2 separate regions of the Pan troglodytes genome follow, and region 1 is linked to region 2. A link is a contact called in public HiChIP or PLAC-seq data. All regions are on one chromosome and are shown on one strand. The core of a region is the stretch at or near the end of the contact, and the rest is flanking DNA. Distances in the headings are between cores, read along the strand shown. Region 1 holds the start of TMEM43 (transmembrane protein 43). Region 2 holds the start of LOC107970432.

Region 1 (6,181 bases), core at 375-2,874, 470 kb after region 2:
CTCCCGTAAATCCTCAAAGAGGAGGGTCTTGTTTATCAGCACAGCCTCATTATACCCAAAGGCTCAAAAATTATTTGCTAAATGAAGTAAATTAGAGAAAGACTCGAAATTAAAAACAAGAGTGGTGAGGGCAGAGGACTTTTGCTTATGGCACACATTAAGTAGTAATCAGCGGAAATATAATAGTACTCATTAAAGAGTGAGTCTTATGGCTTTACGACCCAGAGGAGGAGAGGTTCTAGAAGCAGACAGCGCTACCAGGGAAAAGGCTCAGAATTTTAGGCTGAGCTAGTCTCCTAACTGGATGTGTAACTACAGGTAGGCCACCTCCTTCTCTGGGCTTCAGATTGCTTGAATTAACTGACGGAGCTGGAGTATTCACCAAAGAATTTCTAGGGGACTTCCAACTCTCTCTGTAGTTTTATAACCATCCATCCCCCTTCTCTGGCGCAGAGAAGGTGCTTCATGAATATTTGCTGTATCAATGAAGCCCAACATCTCATTTTACAACACTGGATACCAGGGCCTGGAGGGGTTAGGTGGGAGCTCAGGGCCAAGGAGCCAGTTTGTGGCAGTGTGTGGGGAGGCCCTCCGACCTGTGGCTCGGGTACTTCTGAGCTCTTGGGTAGAGTAACATCAAGGAAGCAGTAGGTGGTCAGAGCTCAACTTTGGGGTGGGAAGTAGGCAGGGTTCTCCCTGCAATCCACTGGGCACTAGATTGGATAAGGCTCTTCTGGGGTCACAATGCCCAGGCTCAAACCCCAGCTCCACGATTTGCGGCTGAGTGGCTTTAGCCATGTCTCCTGTGTCTAACTTTGCTCTTCAGTAAAATGTGACCAACAACAGAGCCTGACTTACAAAGGTCGCAGCGAGATCTGTGAGACAAGCCAGGCAAGTTTCCTTGAACAGTGCCTGACAGGTAGCAGGGGGCTCAAAAACATTCCCGTTAGTGGAACTCCTAGCACTCCAGCACAGCACACGCTACCCCGAGTGGCAACTTTTCGGGACGCGCCTTTTAAAGGCGCGTGCAAAATGTAAACACGTGGGGTATGGCAGGAGCGGTAGTAATAATTAACCACCATACATTCCCAGTTTCGAGCCACACGCAACGTGCTCGGCACTTCCCGTGCCCCAACCGGACCTAGTTTACGACTTCCTACGCACAGGCCCCTCTGAGGTCAGGGTTCGGGCTTCACTGTGACCTTGGACCAGCCCCGTTCCCCCCAGAGCTTCGGTTTTCTCATCCGCAAAACAGGAGTAGCGACCCCCCAGCCGGCCCACCTCCGAGTGTCCCAGGGTGGGCACCTGGGCCGCGCCTCAGGTGGCCAGCGCCCGGCGTGGTCGCGGGGCGCCGGGGCCCGCGTGTCTCCCGCAGGCCCTCGTAGGCCGGTCTCCGTGGCAGCCCGCCCTCCCTACCTTCCTGCCGGCAATAGGACATGGCTGCAGCCCGTCCCTGAGACCTTGCAGAAGCGGCGGTGGCGGCAGCTGCACCTTTACGCCGTGACCTCCCTCTCCTCTGGCAGGGCGGGCTCCTCCGAAGCCCGCGCGGACCCGCCCCCTCCCAGGCCTGCCCGCCGCGCGCCTGCCTCGGCGCCCTCGCAACCGCGGCCAGGCCAACCTCAGCCGGAAACTACATTTCCCAGCAGGTCGCGCGCCCCTCGACAGGTCTCCAGGCAGTAGAAACTACATTTCCCCGAAAGCTTTGCAGTGCGCAGGCGCATCAATGAGGTACTGCAATGTCCCGGACCGTAGTTTCCAAGACGTCTCGCCGCGCGCATGCGCAGAAACACTGGGCACAGTGGGAGGTAACTGTAGTAAGTCCCGCTTGGCCCTGGAGTCCACGCGGATTTTCGAAGCTGGGGCTGGCAAGAGGCCGCTGGACACCACGCTCCAGTCGTCAGTCCGCTTCGTAGCTGAACAGCGCGAGGCGGCGGCAGCGAGCCGGGTCCCACCATGGCCGCGAATGTGAGTATCCCTGGGCCAGCCGGGCCACACCCAGGCTTCCCCGTCGCCCTGGGGCTTTTCCCCGGGGTCCTCTAGGTCCATTTCGCCGCCTGGAGCTCCTCCGTGCGGCTAGGCCCGCATCTCCCTCTGCTCGCCGTGTCTGTGCCTTCGCCAGCTCATCCCTCTGTTCATCTCGCGGCCTGTCCAGGCTTCTTTTGTCCGTGTTTCTTGGCTCGCCTCGTCCTCGGCGTTCGTGCGGAGGCGGACTCGGAGGTGTTGCTCCCGTACTGGGATCTGCTTGTACGCCTCTCCGCGGCCCCTCCTTGCATTCCCAGTTCCCTCCTGTATCTTGGGGCCCTGAAACTTGCGCATTATGAGAGCTGGACGCGACCTCAGAGAGGGCGCCAGTCCCTTGGGAGGGAGGAAGGCGATCCAGCCCAAGTGGAGCTGTCCAGCAATGGACAGACAGGGCTGTCCAGGCGGGCAGAGAGCTCTCCGCCCTGGGGAGGCTCTGTAAACCGAGGCTGTGATGCTCCAAAAAGCTTAGGCTGGGCTGGGAGCGAAGGAGTTGGGGGAGAGGGAGCATTTCTCTACTGTCGGGGCCCCTCCTCCCCCTAGCAAGGATTTGGTTGGAGAAGGCCTGGCTGAGGGCTGTTCCTTCAAGGCCTCTTCTCCCTGCAACTAGCCTTTCTCGGGAAACTATTTAAGCCCAACATTCATTCAACAAGCAGCGCCTCCTACCAGGGCGCTGGGTGTGGGAGAAGCTGGTGACTCACCTCTCCCCTCCTCTGTGAAAGTGCGTCTAGGGCCCGCTTAGGAGCCCAGCCAGCCCCAGACACACCCTCCCTCCTGCTTTGGTAGAGTGTCCTAGCAGCTCTCCCCTTGCCTGTCACACCCTATTTCCAGACACCGCCTCTGTCCCCAAGCGTCCTCTCTGCCTCCCACACCCCTTGAGGGGCCAGGGTGTGCATCACCCACAGCCCTAGTACACTTTGTCTCGGGTTAGTATCATCCACACTCCCAGGACATTTCGGGCCCACAGGAGGGTTAGAAGCCTTGAATGTTGTACCTAGAAAGGCCTCAGAGGTATTCGGAGAGACTCAGGCTCGGCCAGGCGAGAGGGCAGTCAGGAGACCAGCCTGTCTGTAGTATGTGGACTCTGTCTGCTCCCATCACTACCACCACCATATTTTACAGATGGGGAACTTCCCTAGCAGGGGAAGGCACTTGCCCAAGCTCTCGTGGCCGGCTTGGCATGCTGTGACACGGGAATATGCTGAAAAGGGCAGGCTTTGGAGTTAGGGAGACCTGGGGGCAATCCAGATTCTTCCACCCAGTAGCTGTGTGGCTTTCATCTCTCCAGGTTTATGTAGCCTCATGGATCAGTTACTGTGATATTTAAGGGAGACTGCTTAGCACAGTGCCTGGTGTGTGGTAGGTACTTAATACTTGAAAACAAGCCTGTCCTTGCAGGGTAGCACAAATGGTCCCAGTGGATAGAGATCATCTTGGGTACATTGAGACCTGACCCCTCACCAAGGAATATACATGCATTTGAGTATTCTCTGCTGCCAAGCGTTTTTTGATTCATCCAGTAGCTGGGTACACATTTACAGCAGCCACTAGGCTGGGTGAGGAAGAAGATAGCGGGATGGAGCAGGGAGGCAACAAAATTCTCAATCAGTATAGCAGCAGCAGTACCTGTGGTGAAGGTACTATTCCCCTCTCCACTTTATAAGTGAGTAAACAGAATCAGAGAGGTAGAGCAATTTACCCAGGCTTACACAGCAAGCGATTGGTGAACCTAGGCATCAAACCCAGTTCTGTCCATTTCCAGAGCCTATGTGTCAGTCTCTGTTCCCACCACTCATTGCTCATTTCTTCTAAGTCCTGAGTGCTAGGACTGGGAGGGGATGTGTCACTGGGGATGTCCGTCTGTGTGTGCGTGTGTGTGTGTGTTTATATAATGTGTGTATACATGTAATACATACTATATGTATATATAAATATGTGTGGATATATAGATCCTTTATGATCCTCCATGTTTACTGGGAATTTTGGTTCAGAATGTGGGCTGGGTTTGTCATGTCACTGCCCACCTCACCCCTCCCCTAGCCTGAGGGGCACCCTCCTGTACCTCTCTTCCTTCCCTCCAGGGCCGTCTTTGAGCCCCTTATCTTGATGCTGGCTGAGGGGAGGCCCAAGAGGAAGACACGCCTTATTTTCCTATTGCTGCCTGCAGCTGGCTCCCAACATTCAGCTCACATTGTAGCCCAAGAGATGGGGAGCACAGACTGGAATGAGTAATGGGAGAGTAGCCTCCAGTCTGCCCGGATTTGAATCCTAACTCTTCCTCTTAGAAGCTGTGTGATCTGGGAAGATGACTTAACCCCGAGCCCGATTTTCTTATCGGTGAAATGGGGTCGTTATGACATCCAGCTCTTTGGGCTTGCCTGTGGGCTGGCCTGTGATAGACCCGGTGTGTTTGCCATTGTCATCATTGTGATGGTCACCTGCCCCTATGTGGTGATTCACTCACCTAATGTTTCCAAATGGCATGGAAAGTCAAGACGACTTCTGGATTCATGGACATCTGGTCACTGGAGGCCTTGGCTGGTGGTACTCAAAAGACAATCAGAATGCGACATCAGCTTTGTTCAAGCAGAGATTCTGACTCAAATCACTCCTGTGGCCCCCAATACCAGGATGGGGCCTGTCTTAGCTGGGCCCCACTTTACATCTTTGTGACTTTTGTCAGCTCACCCCCAGCCTGGTGCCAGCCCAGTATCAGTTGTAGGGAAATCTGGTAACATTTCTACTAGCTAACACGTGTCCAGTGCTTACCACACCCTAGGCCCTGAGCTACCCAATAACTGTGTTCTTTGGTTCTCACCACAACCCTATGCACAGAGGAAATGGAAGGCACAAAGTGGTGAAGTTGCTTGCCCAAGACCCTGTAGCTGGTATGTGGCAGAGCATAAATTCAAATCCAGTTCTTCTGGCTCCAGAATCCTGCCCTAGACGATGACACTTTTGATCAGCAGTGGATGCACCCCAAATCATGCCTCTGTTATTGACCAAAGCCTGATCCACTCACCCTTGAGTTTGAGGCCCACTGTGAACCTGCCCAGAAATGCCTACCTCCAAGCCCTTTCTTCCTCCACCGCTCCCACCCAGCCAAAGCAGACAGGCGGCTGCTCCCCCAGAACCACTTCCTACTTCCTCATCACTGCTGATATGGTTCTCCCTTTAGGGATGCTCTTCCCCTAAGGTCTGCCTCTAAGATTCCACTCAAGGGAGCCTCCTTGATACCCCAGGTGGAAGGGGTCACTCCTTGAGCACCAAGTCCACCCCCATCACAGGACACTCTGTGTGACCTTCTAGTATTGTTTATGGTTGTGACCTCACTGCCCTAAGACTGTCTACTTCTGACCCCACAAGGGCTAGCACTGCCCTCAGAAAGCTCAGCCACTGTTTGCTGAATTTAATTAAAAATACATCTCTAATAACCTCTTTGTAAAATAGCTTGGCAGTTTCATAAAAAGTTAAATGTACATCTTCTTCGCGAGCCAGCAGTTGTACTCCTAGGTATATTCCTACGGGAAATGAAAGCACATGTCTGCATAAAGGTTCATGTATGAATATTCACAGCAGCATTATTCATAACAGCCAAAACCTGGAAGCTGTCAAGATACCCATCCACTGACGAATGATTCAGCACACTGTGGTATAGTCATAAATGGAATACTACTCAGCCATGAAAAGGAACAAATTCCTGATAAACACCACAACATGAATGAATTGCAAAAGCAGTGCTCTGAGTCCAAGAAGCTGAGCAGAAAGGAGTTGGTGCCCTGATTCCATTTTTCTCAAGTTGTAGAAGAAACAAACTAATCTACAGTAGGAGAAATTCAAATTCAGATTCTCCCCATCCCCACCAGTTACCTCTGGTTGGTGGAGAGGGGGAGAATTGGCAGGAAAGGGGCACAAAGAAACTTTTTGGGGTGATGGAAATATTTTGTACCTTGCTTTAGATGTTGGTCAGATGGAATATACGTTTGTGGAAACCTGCCAAACTGTACATTGAATATCTGTGTGTTTTTACCACATACAGTTAAAACTAAAAAAAAAAAAAAAAAAAAAAAAAATTGAGTATAAATAAATAGCAAATTTAATTTATTTTTAAAAACTAGTTTTCATTCTGTGACTGTTTCTTTTTCTTCAGTATTCCAGTACC
Region 2 (6,947 bases), core at 3,665-6,164:
CTTGGCTCAGCACCAGGGTCCCTTCCTACACTCACCCTTACTTACCTTTTAACCACTGCAGATAACAATAACTAAGAGATTTCACATTTTCCCTTTTTGTTGTTTCTTTGCATTTCCTTATACTCTAGTGAGCCAACTGCTTAGGAGTTGGATCCCTCATTTCTAAATTCCATTGATAACTTTTACCTTACAAAAAATTGATTGTATTGGTTCTACCTGCAAGTGTATTTGAAAAAAAAAAAAAAAAAGACAAAAAATGGATTGCAGCACAGCCACCACCAGGAATGAAAGTTTCCTCAGCTCCTACCCTTTTACTCTTCCCAAACCACATGTTCCAGCGAGTCAGGGTTGGTCTAGAAAGTCCCAACTCTGCCACCAACTGTAAGGAGTTCAGCAAATGATAGAGTTTAAGGAAGGAGTCCCCACCAGGCTGCTCTTACTTCAGGCACCAGCCGAGAGTGGGGTTTCCAGGATCACCCTCCCTTCAGACCAATTGGTGACATAGTCAGAGGTCCCCGTAACCACCCTAAGGTACAACCATTCACTAGAATGACTCAAAGAAAAGTATAGCACTCAGGAAAGTGCTATACTTATTACAATTTTATTATAGTGAAAGCATACAGATCCAAGCCAGCCAAGGGGAGAGACACAGAGGGCAAAGTCCAGGAAGGGTCCAAACATGGAGTTTCTGGTTGTCTCAGATGGTGTGACCTCTTCCCAGACATGATGTATGATAATACACAAAGAGGATAAACAACCAAGGAAGTTTATCTGAGCCTTTGGTATCCAGAGTTTTTACTGGAGCTCATTGGTGGTTGGGGCACAGATATTCCCCAGCACAAGGTGGCAGCACGATTGCTAAAGATGGCACCAGTGGTGGCCCGGGAACACTCACAGGGAATGCTAGTAGAGGGAATGCTGTGGCTGGGAATGCTGATGCAGGCATTGGAAAATTTTGAGGGAATGATGACTACAAAGACAGAGGAATTGGACTGCTGAGTTACACTGCCCTGCAGAGGGATGAGAGAGTCTGAGCTGTGAGTTGGAGGTTGGCGGCTAAGTGGGAGGCAGAAAGCCTATGGCAGCTCACAAAGCGGCACCTATCTCCTGAAGGGGAAGGGCAGGCAGAGCTGAGTGGCAGGCCGAAGACCTGATTGTGAATTTTCTGTTGAACATAATAAAAAAAAAGTCCAGCTGGATGCAGTGAAAAGCAGGGAAGGGCATGCCAGCCCAAGGGAACAGCATGTGCAAAGCTTCTGAAGTGGAGAAGCCTGATTTGCCTGGAAGGACTGGATGAGGGATGAGGGTGGAGGGGGTGGGGTGAGGCAGGGTCAGCAAGGCACCACGAGCCTCCACCAGGGCTCTGAGCAAATCCCCAGAGCATTGGGAGCAGCTGAAGCATGGGGCAGTGGTGACAGCCTTGGAACTGCATTTCCCCATACCCCTCTGGCTGTAGGCTGGAGAACGGATTATAAAGGAGGCCCTGCTGGAGCTGATCCCTCTGGGGATATTGGAACGCTATGGTGTGGGGTCCTGGGACGCCAGTCGTATCATTTGGGCTGTATCTCATGCCTGGGCCCCTCTCTTATCTCAGGGACAAGCCAGTGACTCACCCATCTCAGACTGGACAAGCCTGGCAGACCCATCTCAGCTAGAGCAGCGACATTCACACCCTTGTTCATGATCTCCGCCCTCCAGCATGTGCGCTGCTCTCCCGGCCCTGAGGAGGGGTGTGTGGAATGGAACACAGGTCCCCAGACCCCAGACACACTCATATGTGTTAGTCCCACACGGTCAGGGCAGCACCCAGCCCACCTGCTGGCCTCCCCTGCCAGGGCCTTCCTGCTGCCTGTGGGGCCCACACCTGGGTCAGCCTGCCTGTCCTCTCTGGGCATGGCCAGCCTGGGACCAGCTAGAGATGGGCACACCATGATGGGCAGGTCTGTGCAGCTGCCCCACCATCAGGGCATGCAGAGGGCATGTGGGGAGTGCCTGGGGCCCCTGGCCTTCCTGTTGGGTTAGTTTTGGAGAGCTAGGGGGTGAAGGCTGGCACTCACCCACACCACTGTCCCTGGGGGCTGTGTCAATATCCCCATCCCTGCCCCGCCGGCCTCCATCCTAACACCTTCATTGTGTATCTCTGTGCTGAAAATTGGTTTAGAAAATGGGTACTGTGGTGCAGTGGGCATGTATTTTTTAAAATAAAGTTTTAGTTTTAGAATAGTTTTTGATTTCTAGAAAAGGTACAAAGATAATTATGAGTAGTCCCCCACCTAATTCCCTTTACTGTTAACACCTTACATTACTATATGTGCACAGTGAGATATGTGTCAATCAATATTGATACATTCTTAACTAAAGTCCATACTTTATTTAGCTTTCCTTTGCTTTTATTTAATGTCCTTTTTCTGTCCCAGGACCTCCTCTGGGATACACATTACGGTTTCTTAGACTAGCTCTGGGATTTTGTTTTTGTTTTGAGATGGGGGGGGGGGGGTCTCTCTATGTTGCCCAGGCTGGTCTTGAACTCCTGGTCTCCAGCAATCTTCTCACTTTAGCCTCCCAAAGTGCTGGGACTACAGGTACACGCCGCCATGCCTGGCTGTTGCCTTGGTTTTGACGATTTTGACAGTTGAGGAGGACTGGCCCGATACATTGTAGGATGCCCGCTACTGGGGTTTGTCTGACACTTTTCTCATGATTAGACTGGGACTGTGGGTCTGGGGAGGAAGATCACAGAGGTAAAGTGCCCTGATCAGCACATCCAATGGAGGGCAGCTGCTGTCAACATGAGGCATCCCCTGTGATGCTGGCGTTGCCCACCTGGCTGAGGTCGTGCTGATTGGTTCTCTCCACTGTGAAGTTTCTCTTCCTCCCCACTCGCTGCAGCGCACTCTTTGGTGCACATATTTGCAGTTGCTTTGCAGCCTGGTGTTACGGATGCCACTCGGCTCCCTGATTGTGTAGTCAGCAGTGTTAAGTGTTCCTTCCTGTTGGCGCACATCTTGTCTGTTGCTGGTGCCTGCTATGGAGTCCTCCGAGGGGCACCCCACACTTTCCCTGGGATCACGTGTCCAGGCTGCTCCCAGGTACGCACCCCACAGACTCTGCTGCAGTGAAGGGGGCCCATTTGTGGACTTCCCTGGACATGCAACCAAGGAGCGAACTGCTGATCATGGGTGTCTGTACTCCAGTTTTGACCCCATTTTTTCAGGCTGCCCTCCAGAAAGCCTGTGCGTCCCCATCAATCATCCCACTTCCTGAGATGTGCCAAGTGGAGGGGCGTGCCGCGCTTGCTTGCCGGCTGTTCTGCACACGGGCGCTAAGGGTTCTGCTTTCTCTGAGTCACTGAGCTACACCCAAAACCAGCATCCCATCCTGTGGGCTGTAGGCTCAAGTGGGTCATTGCTTGGCTTGGGTACAATATTTAGAAAAGTTTTGAGCCAACATGTCAACACTGAGGAATTTCACGTGCCCTTTTAGGTTTTGGGCTTCTCTGGAAACCCCAAACTGCTTCTTTCTTATGGTTCCCAAGGTAAATCTGTTCTTCTCAACGTTTTTCATTTGGAAGACCCTGTTGCCCCACAGGACCTTATGGCTTCTGCAAAATAGACTGGGTCCATTGCAAAGCCCTTTCTCCAGGCAGAGCTTTTCCCGCCAAGGGCTGGGCAGCCTGGCTGGAGGCAGTGAGCACCCATCGCAGGAGGTATCAGAGCAGCCCCAGCAGGTCCCGGGTGTGGGATGGGGCCACTGACGTTCCCCTCGTTTAGCTTCCATAGCTTTGTGAGACAGGCATTCTCCTCGCCTGCTGCTCTGCAAGCTGGTGGGACAGAAGCACCTTCCAGCTTTGTGGATGAGTTCTGACGCAGCTGCGGGGCAACAGTGCCCCCTCGTGGCTGCAGCCCCAGCCTGGCCGCTCTGCCTGCAACTAATGGAGGGGTGGATTTGGACAAGTGGCACGGGGGAAAGGTGTTTCTGACTGCAGGAAGGGCTGCAAGGCTTTCCCACAGCCAGTGTGGCTGGAGGGAAAGGTGCGATGGGAGCAGAGGCCAGAGGTCTGTGGGGACCAAGTGGGGAGAGGATAGGATACTGAGTGAGGGGTGGTCCTTGAGGGAATTTGGGCAGAGTGGCCACCCCTCCCTTGAACAGTAGGTCTGTCCATGATCCCAAGGGCTCCCTGGGGTCTGCTCCTCTGACCCATTCCTAAGACCAAGGGATTCCAACCACAGGAATCTTCCTGCAAACAGATTTGTGGGCTGGCTTGGCCTGGCCTGCTCTGCCATGGATGGAACCATCGTTGATAGCTAGGGGCTTTAATGATGGAACTGTGGGCAAAATGCACCCCCAAGGGAATGGAGGTGACTCAGTTCCACCAGCATCTACCGGCAGCCCCTGCCGTGTCCAGGCTCTGTGCTGGCAGGCTCTGCGTTGCTCAGATCCTGTTCCCACCTACAACCTGGAGGGAGGGCTCCCAGCCCCATCTATAGAGGTGGAAACTGAGGTTCAGAGAGAGTGTATGACTTGCCTAGGGCCACACAGGGATTCAACTCTGTAAGGGAAACCTCATTGCTCAGGAGAATGAGAAGAAAAGCCACAGACTGGGAGAAAATATTTGCAAAGGACATAGCTGATAAATGACTATTATCCAAAATCTACAAATAACTCTTAACACTCAATAATAGGAAAACAACCCAATTAAAAAGTGGGCAGAAGATCTAAACAGACACCTCATTCAAGAAGATACACAGATGGCAAATAAGCACCTGAAAGATGCTCCACATAGGTATATCATTAGGGAACTGCAAATTAAACCAACCATGAGATACTGCCACACACCTACTGGAGTGGCTCATATCCAAAGCACTAACACACCAAATGCTGGTGAGGATGTGGAGCACCAGGAACTCACATTCATTGCTGGTGGGAGTGCAAAATGGCACAACCACTTTGGAAAACAGTTTGGTTGTTTTTTTTTTTTTTTTTTTTTTTCAGACAGGGTCTTTCTCTGTCACCCAGGCTGGAGTGCAGTGAAGCAATCATGGCTCACTGCAGCTTCAACCTACCAGGCTCATGTGATTCTCCCACCTCAGCCTCTTGAGTAGCTGGGACTACAGGCATGCACCACCACGCCCAACTGATTTTTGTATTTTTTGTAGAGGCGGGGTTTTGCCACGTGGCCCAGCCAATCTGAAGCCAATCTGAAAAGGCTACACACTGTATGATTCCAACAATACAGCATTCTGGAACAGGCAAAACTATGGGAACAGTAAAAAGATCTGTGGTTGCCAGGGGTTAGGGGGAAGGGAGCACAGGGGATTACGGGTGGAGCTTAGAGAATTTTTTGGGCGGTGACACTATTCTGTGTGATACAATAATGGTGGATAAGGGTCGTTGTACGTTTGTCCAAACACATGGAACGTACAGCTTCAAGAATGAGCCCTCACGTAAACCATGGGCTGTGGGTGACACTGATGTGGCAGTGCAGGTCCCTCATGCACCCCTCTGCTGGGGATGTTGATAGAGGGGAGGTTGTGCACGTGTAGGGGCAGGGAGTGTGTGGGAACTCTCTGTACTTTCTGCTCAATTTTCCTGGGAACCTAAAACTGTTCTAAAAAATTAAGTCTACTTAAAAAACAAAACAGCCCACTGCGTGGCCCTCCCCATACTCCCAAAGCTCACACTCTAGTAGGGAGTCAGACACAGAAACAGACACAACCATGTTGGCAGTCACTGCAATGATGAGGCAGCCACAGGGGGCTGTGGAAACTCAAGAGGGGCCACTATAGTGGCATCAGGGAAGGCTTCCTGGAGGAGGTGTTGCCTCCAGTGGGTTTTGACGTGCAGCAGGAATTACCCAGCCGGAGATCAGGGCAGGCACTGCAGGCAGCATGCTCAAAGGCACCAAGGAGTGAGCTGTTGGGGGAGCAGCGGAAGTTCCTAGTGCAGCGTGGGGGTGCTCCGTGCACAGATTAAGCTGCGGGCCGCGGGAAACAGGACCCTGGGGGCCCCCTAGAGCCTCGCGGAGTGGCTTGCGGAGGAGCCTCGGGGCCACGGCGTGTGTGCAGCGACACCTGGCGGTGGCATGCGGAACTGCGGACGGCTGCGCAGGAGCGGACAGCGGAGAGGCGGTACTGACCGGTGCGAGGCGGTGCTGACCGGTGCTGACCGGTGCGGACCGGTGCGGACCGGTGCGGGCCGGTGCCGGCCAGTGCAGGCCAGGCCCGGCCGGGGCGAGGCAGGTGGCCGCGTCCGAGGACCGCGTCGCACAGCAGCTTCCAGGACCTGGAGAGAAATCGAGGTGGGGGTGCGTGAACGTGGATGGGCAGAAATAACATCTTTTGTACTCTAGTTGGAACATAGCATGTCCTTTAATTATGAACGCAATGAGCTACAGTAGCACTACTCATTTCAGAGATGGCGCAATCTCGCTTTCCTTCCTTAGTACTTTGAAATTGCAGTGGGTATTAGACCCGCTGCTAGACCGTGTCATTCACTGGGTTAAGAAGGAAGCCCACGTAGCGCCACGTCACAGACCCCTTTTAGTATTTTGATAACTATAATTTAAATCTAATTGGCGTTTAAGAGCCTACAGGCTTGCCCAGACTGCCAAAGGCGTCTCTGGCACACACACACACACACACACACACACACACACACACTAACATGCACACAAGCAGACACACATGCACGCAGACACGCACATGAACACATGCACACACACTCTTGCATGTACACACGTGTGTACACATACATGCATGGTTGAGAACCTCTCTGGAGAGGAAAGGCAACACCAGTGTGTCCGCTATGTAGTGGTTTATCAGATAGTTTATTGTGGACATGGACATGAATAAGAAAGGGGCACTGCTAATTAGGCCAAGGCAGTGGATATGAGGTGGGACTGTCCCTAACACACTGGGACCAGGGCTACCCTGAGGCCTGCAGGACAC

Evidence for each region. HiChIP or PLAC-seq counts read pairs in DNA pulled down with a chosen protein or histone mark.
Region 1: a contact with region 2 is called in an H3K4me3 HiChIP or PLAC-seq map of stem cell-derived excitatory neurons, with 4 times the contacts expected there. The contact joins the promoter of TMEM43 here to the promoter of LOC107970432 in region 2. A contact is called at or near these places in 2 of 7 Hi-C or Micro-C datasets (induced pluripotent stem cells and stem cell-derived neural progenitor cells) and 1 of 1 datasets of contacts at active chromatin or transcription factors (stem cell-derived excitatory neurons).

The regions. Positions count from the first base shown.
Region 1 is chr2:18,125,759-18,131,939 of NHGRI_mPanTro3-v2.0_pri, forward strand. It overlaps TMEM43 (transmembrane protein 43), which reads left to right and starts at 1,625. Exons shown (of 12, transcript XM_001157301.5): 1 at 1,625-1,965; 2 at 6,170-6,181. The coding sequence starts at 1,954. CHCHD4 (coiled-coil-helix-coiled-coil-helix domain containing 4) reads right to left here and starts at 1,551. Exons shown (of 4, transcript XM_526138.8): 1 at 1,417-1,551.
Region 2 is chr2:17,647,505-17,654,451 of NHGRI_mPanTro3-v2.0_pri, forward strand. It overlaps LOC107970432, which reads right to left and starts at 4,915. Exons shown (of 2, transcript XM_054680333.1): 1 at 4,910-4,915; 2 at 3,307-4,203. The coding sequence starts at 4,915. The coding sequence ends at 3,403.